2 separate regions of the Sus scrofa genome follow, and region 1 is linked to region 2. The links are chromatin contacts, called in public Hi-C maps. All regions are on one chromosome and are shown on one strand. The core of a region is the stretch at or near the end of the contact, and the rest is flanking DNA. Distances in the headings are between cores, read along the strand shown. Region 1 overlaps LARP4 (la-related protein 4). Region 2 overlaps LIMA1 (LIM domain and actin binding 1).

Region 1 (5,516 bases), core at 1,591-4,090, 130 kb after region 2:
ATCCTCATGGATACTAGTCGGGTTCCTTTCCACTGAGCCACAATGGGAACTCCTGAGATATGTACGTTTTATTTGTATATTTATCAAAAAAATATTCTTTCAGGAGTTCCCGTCGTGGCGCAGTGGTTGACGAATCCGACTAGGAACCATGACGTTGCGGGTTCGATCTGGCGTTGCCGTGAGCTGTGGTGTAGGTTGCAGACGCGGCTTGGATCCCGCGTTGCTGTGGCTCTGGTGTAGGCGGTGGCTACAGCTCCGATGAGACCCCTAGCCTGGGAACCTCCATATGCCGTGGGAGCGGCCCAAGAAATAGCAAAAAAAAAAGACAAAAAAAAAAAAAAAAAAAATTCTTTCGGAGTTCCCGTCATGGCGCAGTGTTTAACGAATCCGAGTAGGAACCATGAGTTTCAAGTTCGATCCCTGGCCTTGCTCGTAGGCTGCAGACACGGCTCGGACCCCGAGTTGCTGTAGCTCTGGCTTAGGCCGGCGGCTACAGCTCTGATTCGACCCCTAGCCTGGGAACCTCCATATGCCGTGGGAGCGGCCCTAGAAAGGCAAAAAGACCAAAAAAAACCCACAAAAAACCAAAAACATTATTTCTTTTTTTTTTTAGGGCTGCACCCAGAGTATATGGAAGTTCCCAGGCTAGGGGTCAAATCAGATCTACAGCTGCTGGCCTACACCACAGCCACAGCAACACAGGATCCGAGCCACGTCTATGACCTACACCACAGCTCACAGCAATGGCAGATCCTCAACCCAAGGAGTGAGGCCAGGAATAGAACTTGAGTCCTCATGGTTACTGGCAGATTCATTTCTGCTGAGCTACAAGGAGAACACCAAAAAATATTATTTCTATAAATGTTTTCATGATAGCTAAATCCACAAGCACACAAATCAGCAACATATTTATGCAAAAGGCCAGGTAGTAAATATGTTAGGCTCTGTGGACCACTTGTGCTTCTTCTACTTCTCCTCCTTCCTCTTCTTTTACCTTTAAAATTCTTTAAACATGTAAAAAGTATTTTAGCTTTTGAACTATATGAAATAGGCCATGGGCCAGATTTCACCCACAAGTTATATTTTGTCAAACCCTGCATAAAACATACAATTTGAGTTCTGTAGATTTTGTTAAAATTAACTCAGCCAATTAAGGCATCCATTTCTTATTGTAACCTGATGATTTATTTATTTTTTAATGATTTTTATTTTTTCCATTATAGCTGGTTTACAGTGTTCTGTCAATTTTCTACTGTACAGAAAAGTGACACATTCATATACACATTCGTTTTCTCATGTTATCCTCCATCACGCCCCATCATAAGTGACTAGATAGGCCCAGGGCTATACAGCAGGGTCTCACTGCTTATCCACTCCAAAGGCAATAGTTTGCACCTGTTAACCCCAGATGCCCAGTCCATCCCACTCCCTTCCCCTCCCCCTTGGCAACCACAAGTCTGTTCTCCAAGTTCATGAGTGATGAGTTTCTTTTTTGTGGAAAGTAACCTGATGATATAAATTGGCTATTACTATTGTCACTTTAGCAATTGGAAATTGAAGCAAAGTGAGATTAGATGACTTACCTAAGATCATATTCTGTGTGTAGCAGACCTCAGACATGTTATTCTCTAGTATCATATATGTCCCTTTTTTTTGGCTGGGCCCACAGCATGCACAGTTTCCTGGGCCAGGGATCCAATGTGTGCCACAGCAGCGACCCAAGCCACAGCAGTTACAACATCGGATCCTTAACCCATTGAGCCACCAGGGAATTCCTCATATGTCTTAAATTGGTCTTAAAATAGTCTACCTTTGTAAATAAACTGAGAAAAGTGGAGTAAAAGGAACTGAAAGTTTTATTTAATGTAATGGTCAGAAACATTATTAACGTTTTCCAGATCCTAACCTTGAAGGAATACCCCAGAAAAAGTCCATTGGATAAGAAGATTGTGTGGAATATTAAATGATTAAAGCATGTTGGGGAGTTCCCATCGTGGCACAGTGGTTAACGAGTCCGACTAGGAACCATGAGGTTTCGGGTTGGTCCCTGCCCTTGCTCAGTGGGTTAACGATCCAGTGTTGCCGTGAGCTGTGGTATAGGTCACAGACACGGCTCGGATCTGGCGTTGCTGTGGCTCTGGTGTAGGCCAATGGCTACAGCTCCGATTAGACCCTTAGCCTGGGAACCTCCACATACCACGGGAGTGGCCCTAGAAAAGGCAAAAAGACAAAAAAAAAAAAAAAAAAAAAAAAGCATGTTGGAATAAATATGCAATGATGCTTCCCCAAGGAGTGAGAAAAGGTCAGCAATCTCATCCAGGCTATTGTCTTATGAGACTTGACCTCATCTGGAAAGCAAACTATTTATTCCAATCATTAAAAGGTGATGGAAGTTCATGATAGCTGAATTCTAGGGTTTCTTGACTGATTGTGTTTTTTTAAGTATTAGACATTGATAAGATCTTTGGTAAATCAGAATTTTAAAATAGAAAATGAATTAGAACCATGAACTTCAATTAGCTCATTTACCTAGCAGAATTAGAAGCTAGGGCTTTAGTTTCAGCACTCTTGTAATTATAAATTAGTACTTTAACACTGACCATATTTCTTTATCTTGATTTCTGTTAGGTAGTTCATTTGTTGAACAGGTAAGCTAGAAAGAAAAGAAAGGAAGAAAAGATACGGTCCTTCATGAGTAGCTTTTATCCTAGTTGGAGATAATCACCACTTACATACAAGAAAGAGTTTGTACTTATCCTCTCATTTTGTCCCCTGCTTAAGGCTCTTGCCCTTTAAACTCAAGCAGGACCAACTCCAAAATCTTAAATTGCACTATCCTTAAAAGGTCTTTGTCTTCCAGATAAGTCAAATAATGTTGGAGCATTCCCATTAATGAGTCACACTGACCAAACATAGTTTCTGTGTTTTTCTTGCTGGTAACCTTTTAATTTTCCTTTTTTTTTCTTTCCTGTGCCAATTGAATGACTACGTGAACATAAAACTCAAAAATTAACCGGCTCTTGTGTAGCATATTTTTATGATTTAAGACACTTCTGGGAGTTCCCATTGTGGCGCAGTGGAAACGAATCCATCTGGGAACCATGAGGTTGCAGATTCGATCCCTGGCCTCGCTCACTGGGTTAAGGATCCGATGTTGCCATGAGCTGTGGTGTAGGTCATAGATGTGGCTCGTATCCTGCATTGCTGTGGCTGTGGCATAGGCTGGCAGCTACAGCTCCAATTCAACCCCTAGCCTGGGAACCTCCATATGCCGCAGGTGTGGCCCTAAAAAGCAAAAAAAAAAAAGACACTTCTGTTATCTAGGCACTGATAGCACATTATATATTCAAAAATCAATTTTTATTTTGGTAGAAAAACAATCCAAATTTTTCTTTTGGTACACCATCTGTGGTGGTTTGAAAACATAACTCGTAAGTTCTTTGATATTCCTCCTTTCAAAAGGTTGGGCCTCTCCCCTTGAACATGGATAGTACTTGGGCACTTGTTTCTAATGAATAGAATGTGGCAGAAATGACAGTGTGGCACTTTTGAGACTAGGTCATAAAATGGCATTATGGCTTCATCCTTTCTGTCTCTCTTGGATCATTGGTTCAGGGAGAAACCAACTACCATGTCATAAGGATATTCGAGAGGCTCTAAGGAGAGATCCCTATGGCCTCGGCCAACAACTATGTGAGTTAAGCCGATTCGAAAACAGTTCCTTCAGTCCTAGTCAGGCCTTCAGATGACTGTAGCCCCTGCCAACATCTTGACTGCTACCTCATGAGGGACTTGGAGCCAGAATCAGATAGCTAAACAACGTCTGAACTCCTGACCCACAGAAACTGTGAGATAATATGTGTTTTCAGCCACTAAATTCTGGAGGTAATTTGTTATAACTGACATACCAGCATGTAATATTTTGTAGTAAAAGATTTGAAAACCTTTTTATGCCATAGATAAGCCGACCACCAATGTTTTTAGTTCTCCTAAATTCTTACTTTTTTGTTAATATTTCTTTGGACTATCTTAGACTGAGAGATAGGCATTAACATCATTGTTAGCATTTTTCTATTTCTCCAAACTTGCCATATAGTTACTGCTTTACAAGAGTTGTTGCTCTATTATTTATTGTATAGTTATTCATTACTATTATATCTTCATAGTGAATTGTAGCTTTTAGCACCATGAAATGCCCGTCTTTGTCTCACTTAATGCTTTTTTGCTTGAATGTTACCATGTCTGATATTGAGTATAATCCTTGCTTTTTAGAATTTGCATTTACCAGTACCTTTCTGTTTTTCTTTTAGGCTCTTTTATAGAGAGCCCAGAATTAGGTTCTATTTTGTGAGTCAATCGGAAAATCTTTTCTTTTAAGTGACTTAAGTCTCTTTCTTTCTCACCTATACACATACACACAACTGCTATTTCTGATGTCAATTATTCCATCTTTATAAATGCAAAATAATCCATGGTCTTCCAGAAAACAGTGTTGTTTCCTTGCTCTTTTTTTATTTGTGTGTATTTCCCTTGATATTTAGGAAAATTTTTATTTTTTGCTCTAATGATTCCCTTTATACCAGTAGTCATATAATACCTTGGTCCTCTTTTTCTTTATGAATTGACTATTAGTTTCCTGCCTGGAGCAGTAATGAACGAACTTGAAACCACCTTCTTCTCTCATCTCTGTGCCGTGCACCATCCAATTTTGGTTAATAGCATTATTTTTCTTTCTTTCTTTTTTCTTTTTCTTTTTTTTTTTTTTCGTCTTTTTGCCTTTTCTAGGGCCAGTCCTGTGGCATATGAAGGTTCCCAGGCTAGGGGTCTAATTGGAGATCGGAGCTGTAGCCGCCAACCAACACCAGAGCCACAGCAACATGGGATCCGAGCCACATCTGCGACCTACACCACAGCTCACGGCTACGCCGGATCCTTAACCCAGTGAGCAGGGCTAGGGATCGACCCCACAACCTCATGTTCCTAGTCGGATTCGTTAACCACTGAGCCACGACGGGAATCCTAGCATTCTTTTTCTTTTTTTTGTCTGTCTTTTGAGGGGCACACCTGCAGCATATGGAGGTTCCCAGGCTAGGGGTCTAATCAGAGCTGTAGCCGCTGGCCTACACCACAGCCACAGCAACACCAGATCTGAGCCTCATCCATGACCTACACCACAGCTCACGGCAACTCTAGATCCTTAACCTACTGAGCAAGGCCAGGGATCGAAACCGCAACCTCATGTTCCTAGTCAGATTCGTTTCCACTGCACCACGATGGGAACTCCAGCATTATTTTCCTTAATATTATTCTTGTCATCAAACCAATTAAGTTTTGGTTTATAATATTCATTGTTTATTTTTGTTTATTTCTTTTTATGTCTGCACCTGAAGCATATGGAAATCATAGTCTTAACCCACTGGGCTGCAGCAGGAACTGCCAGCTGTTCACTTTATTTATTTAATTAATTTATTTATTTTTGCTTTTTAGGGCCACACCTGTGGCATATGGAATTTCCC
Region 2 (5,560 bases), core at 2,027-4,526:
GAGCTTCAGGCTTGCTGACTTCATCCTCAGGAGGCCACTTCGGCTTAGAAACTTTGATGCCTTCCTCCAAAGCACTCCCTGAACTGCTAAGCTCAGTCGGGGGCGGCCAGGCGATCCTCAGCTTCTTGGTTTCAGCTGGCTTGTCTTCTTTCTCCAGCTGGGAGGAGGCCTTGGCTTCCATACTTGCAGTCAGCACACCCACCTTAGCAATGGGGGCGTCTTCTACCCCCGGGCTCTGAGGGATCTCCGCTGCATTTGGAAGCTGGGCTGGTCTCTCCAACGTCTCTTCATTTTCCAGTTTGCTTGCCCACAGATCCTTGTGTGGTCTGTGTCCAAAGCCTTCGTCATAGTTGCCTTTAGATTTAAAGAGTTGATTGAAGTGAGGCTTGCAATAGATTCTCCCATGTAAAGAAGCATATGTTCCTAGACTGTTGTTAAAAAAAAAAAAAAAAGAGCATAAAATGAACAAATCTGTATACTCTTATTTACACCAGAAGGCTGAAACCTGGCAATTCCAATATTTTCAGAAGACACGAAGTGAGAAAAATCTCTTTAAAAGCACATCAGTCACCTAGGAATCTCTTCCTTCTTTTAAACACATTTCTTTTATTATCCTTATAAAAAAAAAACATGCTAGCTTTACTTCCAGGCCTAAACCTTCACCAGATATTCTTCCACCTGGTACATGCTCCCGCTTCCTTTTTCTTTCTTTCTTTGGGCTGTGCTCGCAGCATGCAGAAGTTCCTGGGCTAGGGACAGAACCCATGCCACAGCAGTGACCCCGAGCTGATACAGTGACAACGTTGGATCTTTAACCTGCTGCATGCTCACTTTTCAAATGATTTCACTCACTCCCTTCTGTCAAAACTGTTAAAAAAATTTACTTCTTCCAGGAAGTCTTCCTTAGGGAATCCCACCTAGCTCTGATCAATCTTGTATTTCCTAAGTATTTATAACCTATAATTACTTTTGGAGTTCTCATCGTGGCTCAGCGGTAATGAACCTGACTAGCATCCATGAGGATGAGGATTTGATCCCTGGCCTCGCTCAGTGGGTTAAGGATCCAGCGTTACCGTGAGCTGTGGTGTTGGTTGCAGACTTGGCTTGGATCTGGCGTTGCTGGGGCTGTGGTGTAGGCCGGCAGCTATAGCTCCAATTCGACCCCTAGCCTGGGAGCCTCCATGTGGTGCAGGTAGAGCCCTAAAAAGACCAAAAAAACAAAACAAAAACAAAAACAAACTATAATTACTTTTATTTGTTTTATGGCTGCACCTGCAGCATATGGAAGTTCCTGGGCCAGGCAGGGACTGAATCTGAGCTGCAACTGCAACCAATGTCTCAGCTTTACCTATGCTGGATCCTTTGACCCACTGCCCAGGGCCAGGGATTGAATTCACACCTCTTCAATGACCTGAGCCATTGCATTCTGATTTTTTTTTTTTTTTCCTTTTTAGAGCTGAACCTTCAGCGTATGGAAGTTCCCGGGCTAGGGGTCAAATCAGAGCTGTAGCTGCCGGCCTATGCCACAGCAACACCAGATCCGAGCCACATCTGCAACCTGTGCCACACCTCACAGCAACCCCTGATCCTTTAATCCACTGAGCGAGGCCAGGGATCAAACATGCATCCTCATGGATAGAAGTCAGGTTTACAACCACTGAACCACAATGGGAACTGCACTGCAGTCCGATTCTTAGTCCACTGCACCACAGCAGGAACTCCTATCATTACTTTTAATAATATTCCTTTGTTAAAAGTTGAATCTTTTCCCTCCTAGTTTCCCATTTGTGTTACAATTGAAAAGGATGTTTTTATAGGAGTTGGAAGGAAGGATGTTTTCATGTTTTCACAGGAATGTGTATAATGCTCTACAAATGGATGCTGATGACTGAATAAAGGAAAGCTATGGTTAACAGGAGAACAGAGAACAGTAACCAGTCGGTGTATCCCAATGTCGGTGCTGGACAAGTTGGTAGGACATCTGGTATCTCTTGCAGGGTAACAACCTTTAAAGGAGAGTATAAAAGCAACAGCATTTCCACAGAGCAAATATAACAATTCAAACATTTATAAAATGTGCTCTGGAGAAAAAAATTACAGTGGGCACAAAAAGAACCATTGAGTGGAAGTTACAGAGGCACATTTTGGCTCAGCGCTAACTGCTGGAACAGGCTGCTGTGGGGTATCAACCCCCGAAGAAGTGCCACACGGATGCCAGAACATCTTTCAACAGTGTGCTGGAAAGGATGCTTGCTCTGGAAGGAGGGCTGGAGGAAGGGACATCGGTTACTTCACTTCCTCCTCTAAGAGTCTGTGATTAAAATGAGTTCATATGGAATATTTCCCGTTTGCCACATGTATATCCATACTTTGACTTACTTGGAAGGAAATGATACATAGTCATTTTTTCAGAAATAAAATGAGGCAATATACAGAAAAAAATATATGCTCTTCAGGCTCTGTTATTGCTCTTTAACCATTTATACGGTGCTGAGGATCATTTAAAGGGCTTCGAGAAAGTATCCTCTTGAGATTTCTGAACTTGATGATTCTATGATACCAAGGCCAAACATTCTACTGAATTAGGTCACAGGGGGGTTTACCTGTAACCAACACTATTTAAGCTTCAGTCCTCATATATAAATTAACATGTCAATGTACCGGAAGTTCCAAACACCACTATCATTTGATATAAAATGCTTGTCACTCAATGGTACTTTCTCCTTTTTTCAAAGGCTTTCCACAGCACACCCTCTTAGCACCACAGATTTTAGTACCAGCGTTCTAAAAGCCAAAGACTCCCTCCAGAGGCCCATCCATACAGAGGGACAGCTTATTTTGGTCTGGCTCACCTGAGTTTGTTGTTGCAATAGGAACAACGGAAGCAGCTGATGTGAAACACCTGCTGGTTGGCCAAGAGACGCTCCATCGGGTAGACTGTTTTCTGACATTCCACGCAGGTCTCTCTGGCAGGTGCCTGAAACTTCTAGGAAAAGGAAGAGGACAACTTTAGCTGGTATAGGCAGCGATGCGTGAGGACTCTGCTAGCAGAGATGGACCCTTGGATTTCCTAGCTATCTAGGGGCTCCCTTACCTGGTCTGACAATTCTCAGAGGAACACTAAGCCTGCTCCAATCCTATCAGTTGACCCTTGAAAGCCAAAAGGCTCCTGATGTCCTTACCCAGTTTGTCTGGCTGCCCTAAGTGTAGCAGCCACTAAGGAAGGGTGGAACTGGGCTGGGCTGCAGAGAAAGGCTTAGACAAACCACCGCGCACACACATGTACACACAAAATGACTCCACAGACAGGAAATTAGGAGAAAAGGTCAGCACACACAGAAGAAAGAAATCTGATTGTTTAAGTGCCAGATAAAAGCAGGATAGACTGTTTAAAGAACAGATTCTGAAGGGGATACATTTCAAGGAGAGAAAGGGCATTTGGCTTTGGGAATTAGGAAAAGACACTTTGATAAAGTATCTCTTAGTTCCCATGCTTATAATCTTGACTTGCTCCATCCAATATTTTTAAATAAATCAAAACGGACAGATCAATGGAACATTTGAGAAGAGACACAAACTCTTGCATTGACTCCAAAAGAAAACATGTCCCAAGAAAGCTATAGGTTCTGTAGTCTTTAAAAAAAAAAAAAATCAATGGAGAATAAAACTAACGTAATGAGGGTGGGAAGTCATAATAGGGAATTTATGAACTGTTTGTAAAGTATGGAATAGGAGCGGGGTGAGCACAGCTGTTGCAGATAAACTCAATCCTAAACCACACAAAGTAGTTTGCCTTCTAGCGCTGACGGAAGCAGAATTCCAAAGCCAAACATTTTTACACAATGAGAAATGGTTACAAAACCACTAGGGATGAGAGGAAGAAGTCCCTAGTGTATGCAATCTGTGACGAGTCCCAAGAGAAACACCTCAGCCAGTAAATGCAGGGCAGCTTAGTTAAGGTGGCCAGGAAGCTCTCTGAGGTCCCTTGGTGGCCTCTTGGCCACCATGACCAGTGTGGTGGTAAGTAATACAAATTAGTCCTAAGGCCCAGGGCTTAAATGGTTAAGATAAGGCTCAAGGAAAACAGGTTATGGGCAAGATAAAATTTTGATTAAAAAATCCAAAAACAGACTCACAAAAAATTCAGACAGCTGGTTCACGTGCCCCACGATTCACTAAGAGGTAAAGCAGAAAACGGGAATAGTTTTCCAAGTAGATTCAGACAGGAAATGAGAGTAGAAATGGGCATAAAATGGAAGTAAAGGGGAAAGATCTATACAAGAGAGTTTAATAAAAATTAGGGGGGAGTTTCCACTGTAGCACAGTGGGTTAAGAATCTGCAGCAGCTTGGGTTGCTGAAGAGGCACAGGTTCCATCCCCAGCCCAGTGCAGTGGGTTCAAGCATCTGCCATAGGTAAAACTGCAGTTCAGGTCACAGCTGTGGCTTGGATTCAATCCCTGGCCCCAGAATTTTCATATGTTGTGGGTGTGGCCATAAAAAAGAAAAAAGAAAATTAGTGGTAAACTACCAAATAGCACCAAAGGAATGAAGGAGGAGGGCTAAGTGTTAACAGCAGCCACTCCCTTTCTAGGGTTAGAGGCAAAAAGGAAAACTTAAAGAATCAGAGACCACAGCCACAACCTCGTTGACCAACCATAAGGGAGGAATTTAAATATGATTAAATGGCATTGAACTGAATGCTGCTGGAAGATAATTAGGGCATTATTTGGAGCTCAGAACAGTTTTTTCTTCTTTTTTAAAAATTTATTGAAGATTTACAATGTTGTGATAGTTTCTGGTGTAGAGCAATGATTCAGATGTATATATATTTTTTCATGTTCTTTCCCATTATGGTTTATTACAGGATAGTGAATATACTCCCCTGTGCTATACAGTAGAACCTCACAGAACTGTTTTTTCTTATATGGACACTTAACAAGATAGGACCTAAGTGGAGATGTCCTTGAGTCATTTAATTAGGTTTCTCTAAAAGGACCAGGTCCTTGTCTAGCAAGCAGGAAATACATTAAAATGCAGAATAAAATTTGGGTGTAATAGTACAATTGAAGCCATTGGAGAGCGCCTGTACAAATCACAATTCACACAATGTAAAAGTAATAGGCCAATTGTATTTACTTATCAGACTGAAAATCTTTTTCAGCTGCACGATGAATGCTGTATTTTCAACACTTAAGAGCCTAAGTGTTCATTCTGGTCAGTAAAGACAGAGCAGGAGACAGAAATTTCCCTGACAGTAGAGATAATGGCTATTATTCTGCTGAAGGGGAGTGGAGGCCTGCAGAGCCCGCCTCCATCTCACACACACACACACACACACACACACACACACACACACACACACACACGCGAAGAACACACAGTGGGAGGGGGTGCAGCTCAGTGAATAGAAAGGAAAACCTGAGAGAAAGCTGCAAGTTGAGCTCACATTAGGAGGAAAGTGGCAGGAGCAGAAATTAGGTACCAGGAGCAGGAAGCAGAAGCTGGAAGAGACAAACAGGAACCTTTAATGAATACACAGCATTTGGTGTGTCCTGGAGT

What was found. Hi-C and Micro-C count contacts between places; a contact is called where the count stands out from the background.
Region 1: a Hi-C map of subcutaneous adipose tissue shows a contact between it and region 2, with 1.8 times the contacts expected there. The contact joins two enhancer-like sites. A contact is called at or near these places in 1 of 5 promoter capture datasets (liver), 5 of 47 Hi-C or Micro-C datasets (embryonic fibroblasts, liver and subcutaneous adipose tissue) and 1 of 2 datasets of contacts at active chromatin or transcription factors (alveolar macrophages).

What each region holds. Positions count from the first base shown.
Region 1 is chr5:16,202,016-16,207,531 of Sscrofa11.1, forward strand. All of the region lies in intron 1 of LARP4 (la-related protein 4), which reads left to right. Among named protein-coding and RNA genes, the nearest start is that of LARP4, 28 kb to the left of the region's middle. Within about 2 kb of position 2,841, at least 6 of the 83 cell types and tissues checked have an H3K27ac peak or open chromatin away from gene starts, as enhancers often do. A contact at or near this core is called in subcutaneous adipose tissue, where this site is marked.
Region 2 is chr5:16,076,370-16,081,929 of Sscrofa11.1, forward strand. LIMA1 (LIM domain and actin binding 1) reads right to left here. Exons shown (of 11, transcript NM_001114676.1): 10 at 2,853-2,986; 11 at 1-428. Among named protein-coding and RNA genes, the nearest start is that of CERS5, 9.0 kb to the left of the region's middle. Within about 2 kb of position 3,277, at least 7 of the 83 cell types and tissues checked have an H3K27ac peak or open chromatin away from gene starts, as enhancers often do. A contact at or near this core is called in subcutaneous adipose tissue, where this site is marked.